Linked DNA regions of Gossypium hirsutum: regions 2 and 3 are each linked to region 1. A link is a contact called in public Hi-C data. All regions are on one chromosome and are shown on one strand. Each heading gives the region's core, a stretch centred on a gene start, on an enhancer-like site or on the middle of the called end of the contact. The rest is flanking DNA. Distances are from core to core; before and after follow the strand shown.

The links. Hi-C and Micro-C count contacts between places; a contact is called where the count stands out from the background.
Region 2: a contact with region 1 is called in a Hi-C map of leaf, with 2.7 times the contacts expected there. The contact joins the promoter of LOC107892286 here to the promoter of LOC107892293 in region 1. A contact is called at or near these places in 2 of 34 Hi-C or Micro-C datasets (both in leaf).
Region 3: a contact with region 1 is called in a Hi-C map of leaf, with 2.1 times the contacts expected there. The contact joins the promoter of LOC107892298 here to the promoter of LOC107892293 in region 1. A contact is called at or near these places in 12 of 34 Hi-C or Micro-C datasets (callus, hypocotyl, leaf and 1 more).

The regions. Positions count from the first base shown.
Region 1 is chrD09:8,023,294-8,026,990 of Gossypium_hirsutum_v2.1, forward strand. It overlaps LOC107892293 (peptidyl-prolyl cis-trans isomerase, chloroplastic), which reads left to right and starts at 1,711. Exons shown (of 7, transcript XM_016817327.2): 1 at 1,711-1,976; 2 at 2,259-2,537; 3 at 2,616-2,815; 4 at 3,224-3,459. The coding sequence starts at 1,827.
Region 2 is chrD09:8,231,544-8,235,240 of Gossypium_hirsutum_v2.1, forward strand. LOC107892286 (serine/threonine-protein kinase BLUS1) reads left to right here and starts at 1,733. Exons shown (of 21, transcript XM_041101665.1): 1 at 1,733-2,108; 2 at 2,568-3,207; 3 at 3,337-3,591. The coding sequence starts at 3,040.
Region 3 is chrD09:7,893,988-7,897,684 of Gossypium_hirsutum_v2.1, forward strand. LOC107892298 (RING-H2 finger protein ATL46) reads left to right here and starts at 1,567. Exons shown (of 3, transcript XM_041101656.1): 1 at 1,567-2,347; 2 at 2,552-2,988; 3 at 3,346-3,697. The coding sequence starts at 1,917. The coding sequence ends at 3,473.

The DNA of each region.
Region 1 (3,697 bases), core at 461-2,960:
GCTTCTTTTAATCATTTTGTGGAAGATTAGTTCATTATAAATACAAAAATTTTATTTTTTATTTTTTTAAATTAATTTTATTTTTTATTTGAAGTCATGATTTAGCCATGAGCTATATTCATTTTTTCACTTTCCCACCTAAACCTTTTTGCTCCTATCTAAATTTCAATTTTGTTATAATTTGTTTTAAAGCTAAAAAGAATGTTACTGAAGCTGATAATTTTGGGGTAAAATGAATTACAATAATGGTTGATTTATAAAAAAAAAAGAAAAAAGAAAGAGTTTAATTATTGAAGTTGGAAAATATCAAGACTTAAATTTCCTTTAGAATTTTAAAAATTGAAATAAAATATTCATAAAATTAGATGATTTGACTGTAATATTATCAAAATTTTGAGGATGTTGTTTAAAAACTACTTTGGATTAATTCAATGTGAAATGTGTTTAGTATTTTGTACTTTATATAATAAAACTAGAAGGAATGATTTAATGAAGAAACAATTTCAAAATAAATTAAAAAAAATACAACACTTTGAACTAAGCAGTGCTGTTCTGATAAAATCGACATATTATGGTGGGCAAATTCAGTGTAGAACATCTCAACTGAGACATCCAAAATTCTTATGGATGACACACCCTTTTTATTTTTAGCTTAAGATGTAGTCAAATTGTTGTATTTTTCGAAAATTACAATTTTTTTTGATGAGCAACTTAAATAAATAATTCAAGTTGAATTGAATTTTACAACTCGAATAATAGATCGATGTGAACACCTCTTTGGTTCCTTTTAATTTTGAAAATGAACAAACTAGTCTTTCTCTCAACAAAAATTACAAAAAAAAATATTTTTTTTAAATTTTAAAATATTTACATAAATTTTAAAAAATTTAAAGAATATATAAAGAAAGGAAAAATTTTAAATTTTTTTTAAAAAATAAGTTAATTAATTATCCAAGTTTATCGTTCCAAAGTATGTTTTGAAAAAGTTTTCAAATATATATGGTTTCAAATTTATGTACTAATGTGAAATTAATTATACTGTAACAAGATTTTAATTTGACCTGTTTAATTTTTTAATTTAAACAATTTCACTCGATTTGATATTGACTTGAATTTCATTTTACTCAACTTGATTCGAAAAAAATTCAAATCGAATTAAGATGATAAAATAAGACTCGTTAACTTGAAATTTTTTCACTTGATTCGATCGAATACTCATCCCTAGAAACTAAGGTGTCCACTGTCGATATTAATGACTGATTTTCTTGCCGCAGGTGCTCTCCAAAGAGATAAACGACTAACCATGAAATGTGTTTCATTCCAATGGGTGGGGATTGAACCCCATATCTTATGGTTAAGGGATAAGATGAGCAACCAAATTAGAATTTAGTCTCTCTAATTTTCAAATTTCAAATTTCAAAATTCAAGTCTAATCGCTAACAAATTTTTTTTTAATTTGTTTCTGTGACATTTTGAAATTAAAAGACTATTCACTTAGTAGTCATATAACTAAAAAAGATATTATAATTAACCTGAATTTTTAAAAAAGAAAGAAAATAATCGTATTAATAGTTGGACTTGAATTTTGAAATCTGAAAAGTAAAGTGACTAAATTCCTAGAAATACAAATATAGGAGCTAAATTCCTAGTTTTTGAAAAGTATAGGGACTATACGCATATTTTTAACCATATTATTAATTGCAGAAGATATAACTGTTTCTGGTAAGAAGTTGTATTTCCCAACAATCTTATCTCTTTCTCCATCTCAACTAAAATCCCCTTTTCTTTTCCCCGTGAAATCTTTGATTTATGGTATAAGTGCTAACATGGTTGCTATTATCTCTTGTAACTCTTACTATCCTTTAGCTGCCTCTAAATGGATTAACCCAACACTCCCCACTAAAGCTTCAACCTTTCTAACAACTCCCAAATATAATTCCCACAAGCATGTTCAGTGTCAGCTTCAGAATGGGCAGGTTGGGGTTTTTCTCTTGAGTTATAATGGTACCTTTTGATCATTAGTGAAAAGCTAGCATGTTTTTTCTTCTATATGAATTTGATCAAATAATCTGAGTGATGAATGTCAATATAAAGTAGAATACTGAAGTTAATTTCTTTCCTTTTTTCCGAGTAAAGATTGGTTTTTTATGCAATTGACCTGAAATAGTTTGTTTGTTTTTCTTTTTTAGCAGAAATGGGTGGTAAAGTTTAGTTTTTATGCAATTGATGTAATAAAATATTGGGTTTTTTTTTAGCAGAAAGGGAGGCCATTTTCCCTGAAGGAATGTGCAATCTCCATTATTTTGGCAGCTGAGTTAATAACTGGAATCCCATCACTTGATGCATATGCAGCTAATCCTCCATTGCCAGATTTATCTGTTTTAATCTCTGGGCCTCCAATAAAAGACCCTGGAGCTTTGTTGAGATATGCATTGCCAATTAACAATAAAGCTGTTAGAGAAGTGCAAAAACCACTTGAAGATATATCCGAGTCTCTCAAGATTGCCGGTGTCAAGGCACTCGATTCCGTCGAGAGAGTAAGTCTCCCTTGCTTTTATTCCAACTCCAAGTTCAATATTTCTATATGCTTTTGGTGATAGTTCATAAAATCTTAGAATGTGAGGCAAGCATCTCGAGCTCTTAAGCAAGGGAAAACGTTAATTATCTCGGGATTAGCCGAAGCAAAGAAGGACCGTGGAGCAGAATTGCTTGACAAGCTGGAAGTCGGGATGGAGGAACTACAACGGACCGTGGAGGATCGGAATAGAGATGCGGTGGCACCTAAACAGAAGGAGCTGCTTCAATATATTGGAGAGTGAGTATCCCAAATCTTTAAAAAAATCTTTTGCTGCTCAGATCATCCATCCACTAAGAAAGACTCTTGATTCAAAAACTATATAAAGTTTTAAATTCCATCGGTTTTCTGAAACCAACCCGAAAATGATCCATGTAGTGGTAAGTTTTCTAAGCTGCAGATACGTGAAATGCCTTGATTCATAATTCCTTAAAAAATGTATCATACACGAAGCTAGTCTTCTAACAAACTGTTTAGTTTGTTAATTGTAGATATCTGGTCATAATGCCTTAAAAACCGTGTCATACTTTCACCGAACCAGTTAGTAAGGACTTAAAAGTTATGCCTCTTACAAAATAAACTATTCTCATAGAGATACCTTGTCATTGACTGCAGCTGAGATCTTCCTCGGGAATTGGATTTCTGCAGTGTTGAAGAAGATATGGTAGATGGCTTCCCATATGAAGTACCGGAAGAATATAAGAATATGCCGCTTTTGAAGGGGAGAGCAGCTGTGGATATGAAGGTCAAAGTCAAAGACAACCCGAATCTAGAGGAGTGTGTGTTCCGTATTGTTCTCGATGGGTATAATGCCCCGGTAACAGCTGGGAATTTTGTTGACCTCGTCCAAAGGCACTTCTATGATGGCATGGAAATTCAGAGAGGTAACTCTTGATTCTCCTTTATCGTTCGAATGTTGCTGGTCGCCTTTGGAAGGGAAATTTTCAAAGATTGTTATATTACCACGTGCTTCATTTGTCATACCACTAACGAAATAGAATGTCGATAGTGTGATAATAGTTTCTGTTCATTACTATAGACATCAAGTTGACATCTACACTAATTACTGTTAGTAATCATAGTTCATTTCAAAGATATGTGTAGAATTTAAGTTACCTCTCG
Region 2 (3,697 bases), core at 483-2,982, 210 kb after region 1:
TAGGTTACGAAAGTGCACTTGAAAACTTTCAAGAAAACGATTATATTTTGGTACTTCATATTTTGATATTTGTTTTTATTTTTGGGGATTGTAGCTTGGGACTTACTTTTGAATATTGGTTTTTGGATTGTTTCGCATGATTTGTATTCTTAAACTATCACCTAAGACGATGTATGGAATTGATAAGTAAAACAAGATTTTTCATAAGAACGCCAAACTCAACTCAATGATTGTATTTTCAAATTCAATACTTCATTTTTTAAATTCAACACTATCTACTCATTAAATTGAGATTTTACAAGATATATTAACATATGTTTTCAAAGTGACAAATGTGTTTTGTTATTTTTTTCGCTGCGACATTTACTTGAAAAATTATGTTTTTTTGTAAACCATCAATACTTGAGTTTTTCTAAAGGTAAACAATTTTGACAATACTTGGCTTTTCTTAAAGCAAATCAAAATGGCATTTTAAAATGATAACGATTATTAAAAAGAAAATAGTTAAAAGATTTTTTGCGCCAGCAACATGACCAATGTGACCTTTGAGATTCGGCCATAATGTCTAGGCCAGGTTTAGGGGTTACAGTTTTAGTGAGTATTTGTTAAAAGAAGGTTATAAAAATAATCCAATTTGTCTATGTGTCTTTATAAAAAGGTTTGGATCATATTTTGTGATAATTGTATTTATGTTGATGATATAAATATTATTAGAACTCCTGAAGAGTCTCCAAATGCAGTAAATTGTTTAAAGAAAGAAATTGAGATGAAAGATCTTGAAAAAATAAAGTTTTTTCTTAGCCTACAGATCGAACATTTAAAAGTTGGAATTCATGTCCATCAGTCAACTTATACAAAAAATATTTTTAAAAAATTTTACATGGATAAAACGTACCCATTGAGTATCCTGATGGTTGTACAATCATTAGATGTTAATAAAGATCAATTTCGTCATTTGAGAATGATGAAGAATTTATTGGTCCTGAAGTACCATATCTAAGTGCCATAAGGGATAATTGTTTTAATTCCATGATTAGGGAAAAAATTGTATACATTCTTAATTAATATTTAAAGATAAATAAACGAGATAGATTGTGATTTCTTAATCCTGTTTATTGAGTTAAAAAACATCATCATCAATATAAAATTATGCAAAATTGTAGTATTGTTTTAACTTTAGTATGGAGCTAATATATTTCGGTATAAGTATACCAAACACTAATCTTCAAATTAAGTCGATGTGATCAATCAAATTACTACTTTAAGATATAATTTGTGTGGACTCAAATTGATTGACATTAAATTCAAAGTTCGATCTTCATGTTTAAAACTTATTCTCTTTTCTAATTTAATGATTGTAATATTATTATTTATTTGAATCCAATTCGATTCGAGCGGACTCAAATTTTGAAGTATTAATATAAGCGAATGATGTATAAATCAAGAAAATTATTGAAGCCATTTTTGAGGATGACACTAGGGTTGACCAAGGGAGGAATAACAGGTGATAGCAATAACCTATCTGATAAATTGGCCCGATAAAATCACGGAACCCGCCCCAACAACGATATTTTCACCTACTAAAGCGAGAACCCCCAAAATCTCATCTAAATCGGGTCGGGTCCCACTTAAATTGGCATAGTATTTGAACTTTTGCTTCTCCTCTCATAATAATAATAATAATAATAATAATAATATTTTTATCTCTTTATTTTTAGTCTGCGAAAAAAAACAAAAAGAGCTTAAAAAATTCAAAAAAGGAAAATATTTTTACTTATTTATTTTCTTTGCAAACTGTGAAACTTGGAAGATTCGATCCAAGGACCTGAAACTCGAAGATTTTTTTTAATTAAAATATTTTTTTTTATTTTTTTATTAAAGTTTATAATATTTGTCAACCAATAATTATCATCGCCAAATCGTCATCGTTAGAGACGTCTTTGAGAAGAAGAAGAAGAGGAAAGACGAGGAAGAAGAAAATATCTGAGAAAATTGAAATCGAGTCTTTAATCGACTTGAGGTGGTGGTGTTGGGTTTCGATTTGTTTAATGCAAATTTTATATTCTGTTTTCAGATTCAGCTCTGATTTGAATCTGCTGAAACCCTAGGTTTGTATCAAATCTGTGAATAAGTTTATCTTGCTCTTTTTTTTTCTTCATATGTTTTTATTGAAATTTTTTAGTTAGTTGTTTGAAATTGATGAATTTTGGCATGCTTTTAGTATTAGATTAGTTGTTTTGTAGAGGAAATGTGGAAGCTTTGGAGAGATTTTATGAATGCTATACTATTTTGATAGTTAACAGTTACAATTTAGGCTATCTGAACTGTTGTTCAAAAGCTGAATTTTCTGTTCAAAGAACTAGTTATTTGAATTGATTCTTAAAATTAATTGTTGCAAGGATGGGTGTTGAGTTTCCATGGTTTTTATTAGAAATTTTTCTTCTATATCATCTAATTGTTTTAATTTCTATAGGAAGGTAATTTTTGCTTATTGGTTTTAATGGCTTTGGAAAAAGGGTCCGTTTGTAAAGAAGAATTAATTCCATTTCTTCTTGGGGTTTTTACAGGTTAAAACTACCCTACTACCAACTGCCTTCCGTACACCCTTTTAACTTTTTGGTTAGTTTAAACGGAATTTTGGTTAGCTTTTGAGTGCATCTATTAGTTTCTTGCCATACAACATTTGCTATTCTTTAGGTTTCTATTTGCTATCTGGGGAAAACCACTTTTCTCATAGGCTTTGCTGATAGTTCAATGGCAAGAGTACTTGGTTTGATGTGCAAGGTCTTCTGTGCTGTTAACTAGGATTGGGTTTAACTGGATCTGCATGCAATGGAGCGGACTGGGTAAGCCTATTACCTTGATGAAGTCCATGAACTTGTAAACTGTTGTGTGCTAAAGAAGAGAATATGCTACCAAATTGGAAGAAGCTCCGCATTAGATTCACAGTCCAATCTTTAGTTGAAAGTTTGTTTTTGTTAATTGGAACATATAAGAGTAAAGAGGGTGGGTGGTAATGGTATGCTGTGAAAAGAAGCTATGGAGCAACCTTTTGAGAAACGTTTTCCAGTCAATGCAAAAGATTACAAGTTATATGAAGAAGTTGGAGAAGGTGTCAGTGCCACTGTGTACAGGGCTTTATGCATTCCACTTAATGAGATTGTTGCTATCAAGGTTCTTGATTTGGAGAAGTGCAATAACGATCTGGTAAGTACGGTATTTAATAATCTATCACTTGGGAAGCATGCTTACTTATGATTTCTCTTTCAAGTCCCTGCAGCTCTATAGCATAAAGAGTTGACATCATTTTAAGATTTTTGATCATGAATGATGCAGGATGGAATTCGTAGAGAGGTCCAGACTATGAGCTTGATTGATCACCCAAATTTATTACGGGCACATTGCTCATTTGCAACCGGTCACAACCTTTGGGTTGTGATGCCATATATGGCTGGAGGCTCTTGCTTGCATATAATGAAATCTGCTTTTCCTGAAGGTTTTGAAGAGCCTGTCATTGCTACTTTGTTGCGTGAAGTTCTTAAAGCTCTTGTTTATCTTCATTCTCATGGGCACATTCACAGAGATGTGAAGGTTACTTATTGCCCTTTCTTTTTTTACTTTTATGCCATGTTTTTCTTCTTTATTTCTGCAAATCGTTTATATTCTGAGACCAACCTGGTTATTTATGGACTGTCTT
Region 3 (3,697 bases), core at 317-2,816, 130 kb before region 1:
TTATGTAACTATATAGTTTTAAATTAAAAAAGAATACTAATTATTATAAAAATTATCGATACTATTTTGAGAAAAAAATTCAAACAAGTAAAAAAATTTAAATATCAAATCATATGAAATATAATAGTTGAAGAAAGTATTTGACAAGACAATTGTTAAAAAAATTAATAAGAAAAATGAACATGTTATGTAATTTTATTTAATTACTCTAACATTCTATATTTGTCGGATTGTTTTCTTTTTAACATTAAACATATTCTCCTTACTATCGAATTGAAGTATAAATAGTTAATAACAAACACTATGCGATTTAGTTAAATTAGTGTAATTAATTTATAATAAATATTATTTAATTATTTTGAAGATCAAAATACATGAAAATTTATTTTTTAATAAAAAATTAAATTAGTAAAAGAACATATAATTATTCCTTAAAAATTAAAATATATATTCTAAAACTAAAATATCATTATTATATAAAAGAAACTTTTTTAAACTTAAATAATATATTGGTATATTTGGAAAGCAGTATGATAATTAAATTTGAGTGTAATTGCATTAATTTAATGATATTCACTTTACAAATAAGGGCAAACTACCTATTTAGTCATCTAAGTTTACCAGTGTTCCGATTTTGGCCACCCATTTAAATATTTGATTATTTTAGTCACTCCAGTTAGATAAATTGTCAATTTTAGTCACTTCTATTAAATAAGTTGTAAATTTTAGTTATTTTACGGTTAAATGACTTTAGTCACTAGATAGAATGTTGATGTGATAATCTTTTAACTGGTATAATAACAAATTTAGCCCTTAACACTTTGAATATTTTGTCAATATAGTCTTAATTCTAAAAAAATTAATAAATTTAACTCTCAATATTCACACATTTTTTTCAATTTAGTCCAAATTCTAAAAATTCAAAATAAATAATTGAAAAGATATATTATTTATTATAAAAAGACATAAAAATAATATATATATATTTCTTAACTTTAAAATTTGAAATGTATATTTAATTGAATAACAATGATTTTTTTTTTAAAAAAAATTCTTATGTTTTCAGATAACAAATAAAACATCCTTTCTTTTGTTTAAACCCAAAACTTTCAATTACCTTAAACTCATTTCTAAGTTTTTAAAATTATAATGTTTTTGAATTTTAGAATTTGGACTAATTTGATAAAATGTACAAAGTGTTAAGGGATAAATTTATTATTATACCGATAAAAAGATTACCACATCAACATTTTGTTAGTGACCAAAGGCAAAGCATTTAATAGTAGAATAATTAAAATAAAAAATTTTAAATTGAATAACCAAAATAAGAACACTAATAAACTCGAGTGACTAAAAAAATAGTTTAACCTAAAGAATAATTACATTATTAGGTGATTTTTTAATAAAAGTTAAAAGTTTTTAGGCAAGTTAGCCCAACCTCTGAGAAGACCCAAACATTAAACAAGACAAGGACAGCATCAAGCTGCCTGCTTATGGTTGACCCTTTGAACCCCACGCGCTCATATTGGGAAGTAGGACCAATAATCCAGCTTTTCTTTTTGGCATCCTTTAACCTTGCACTTTGGAACCTATTGCTCATGTTCTGCCACTCTCATGGCTCTTTTTTTATTGTTCCCACCAGAAGCTAGAAGAAAAGGAAAAGAAAACCCAAATACCAATAGTGTTTTTTGACATTGGTTTATTTTGATAAATACTTAGATTAGATACCTTTCTCCCATTGTAAGGCTTTTTTCTTTCTAAAACTACAGCCTTTGGTAAGTTTCAAACACTCAAACTTTGGTAAATTTCTTCCCTTTATTGATAATGTAATGTTTTTTATGTTAGTGCAAAGGAAATGTTTTGCTTTGAACTTTTTTTGTTAGGCTGAAATTTTTTGGGTTTGGGGTTTTGAAGTTATGGTCTTTGAGTGCAGATATATGATCTGTGGGATGTTAGAAAGCAAAGAAAATAGTTGGGTTTTGGAACATGACCATTTGAAGATGTCTTGGTTTCACCATTATCATCAAATCAAGCAAAAAGATGGCTACTTTCAATACCCATCTCCTCTTCTTCCACCCCCTTATGCTCCTACTAGTTTTCATAAAGATTCAAGTCCTTCACCACCATCATCATCATCTGGTTCTAGAATCAGTCCAGCACTTCTTTTCATTATAGTAATCTTGGCTGTCTTGTTTTTCATCTCTGGTCTTTTACATCTACTTGTTAGATTCCTTACAAAACATCCACCTTCATCCACATCTTCACAATCTAATAGATACCCTGAAATCTCCACTTCTGATGCTCTCCAAAGACAGCTTCAACAACTGTTTCACCTCCATGATTCTGGGTTAGATCAAGCTTTCATTGATGCTTTACCTGTTTTCCACTACAAAGAAATTGTTGGTTTGAAAGAGCCTTTTGATTGTGCTGTTTGTTTGTGTGAATTTTCAGAGAAAGATAAGCTTAGATTGCTTCCTATGTGCAGCCATGCTTTCCATATCAATTGTATTGACACTTGGCTTTTGTCAAACTCAACATGCCCTCTCTGTAGGGGCACACTTTTCACTCCTGGGTTTTCAATGGAGAACCCAATGTTTGAATTTGATGAGATAAGGGAAGATGAAGGACTCCATGGTCAAAAAACAATGGAAATAGAAGAAATTGTAGTTGACAAAGGGGTGTTGCCTGTGAGACTAGGCAAATTCAAGAGGCTAGATGGTCAACCAAGGGAATCATTAGGTGAAACAAGTAGCAGCAATTTAGATGCAAGAAGGTGTTTTTCAATGGGTTCATATCAGTATGTGCTTGGTGCTTCAGATCTTAGGGTCACCCTCTCTTATGATAAACGCCATGGATGTGGATTTAAGCCATCAGTTGAAGGAAAAAAGATTAGCAGTGCAAGTAAAGGAGAGAGCTTTTCAGTTTCTAAGATATGGCTTTGGTCTAAGAAAGGAAAATTGTCAACTTCTTCTTCAGATGAACAAATGGGTATGCCTTCTTCTCTTAATACAGAACTACCACCATGGTTGGTTAAAACACAAGAAAAATGAATGTAATTTCTCTTAATAGTATCTGGTTTTAGCCATTGTTTAATTAGATCATGCTTGTTATATGTGCTTTTGCTTAGCTCCTCTGAAATTTTTTGATGTGCTAATTCTAATATCATGATTAGTTTACAATGATGATTTGCTCATTGTAACTTGAATGGAATGAGGGGATAGAATTCATGTAGGTAATCCCATGTTACTCGAACTTGTTTCTCGTATTATTTAGAGGGTCTTTGAGGGTCATACCGCTATAATCATGTCTGAAAATATGCCCGACATTACGGCCGTTTTCTTGCAGCTTCAGCTCAGTCCGCCGCCAACATTCGTTGCGATGAATCGCAACTGAAAAACACTTGTGCAACTGCAATTTTGAATCCCTCCCGTCTATGTAGTGTGACAAATTGTGTAGGTTATTTCATAGGTTAATTTTGGGTAAATGTACCATAGAGGCCCCTGTATTGGGAGTTAGATTGCATTTTGTCTCATTTATTCAAAAAATGGGCAAATTGGTTCTTATACGTTAGAATAAAGAGCAAACCGGTTCTTTCTGTTAAAAATTTCATCCATTTCTACTGTTAAAAATTAGCGTCACTAACGGAATAATCAGATAGTTACACAAGGCATGCCATGTGTATCTCATGCTGACGTAT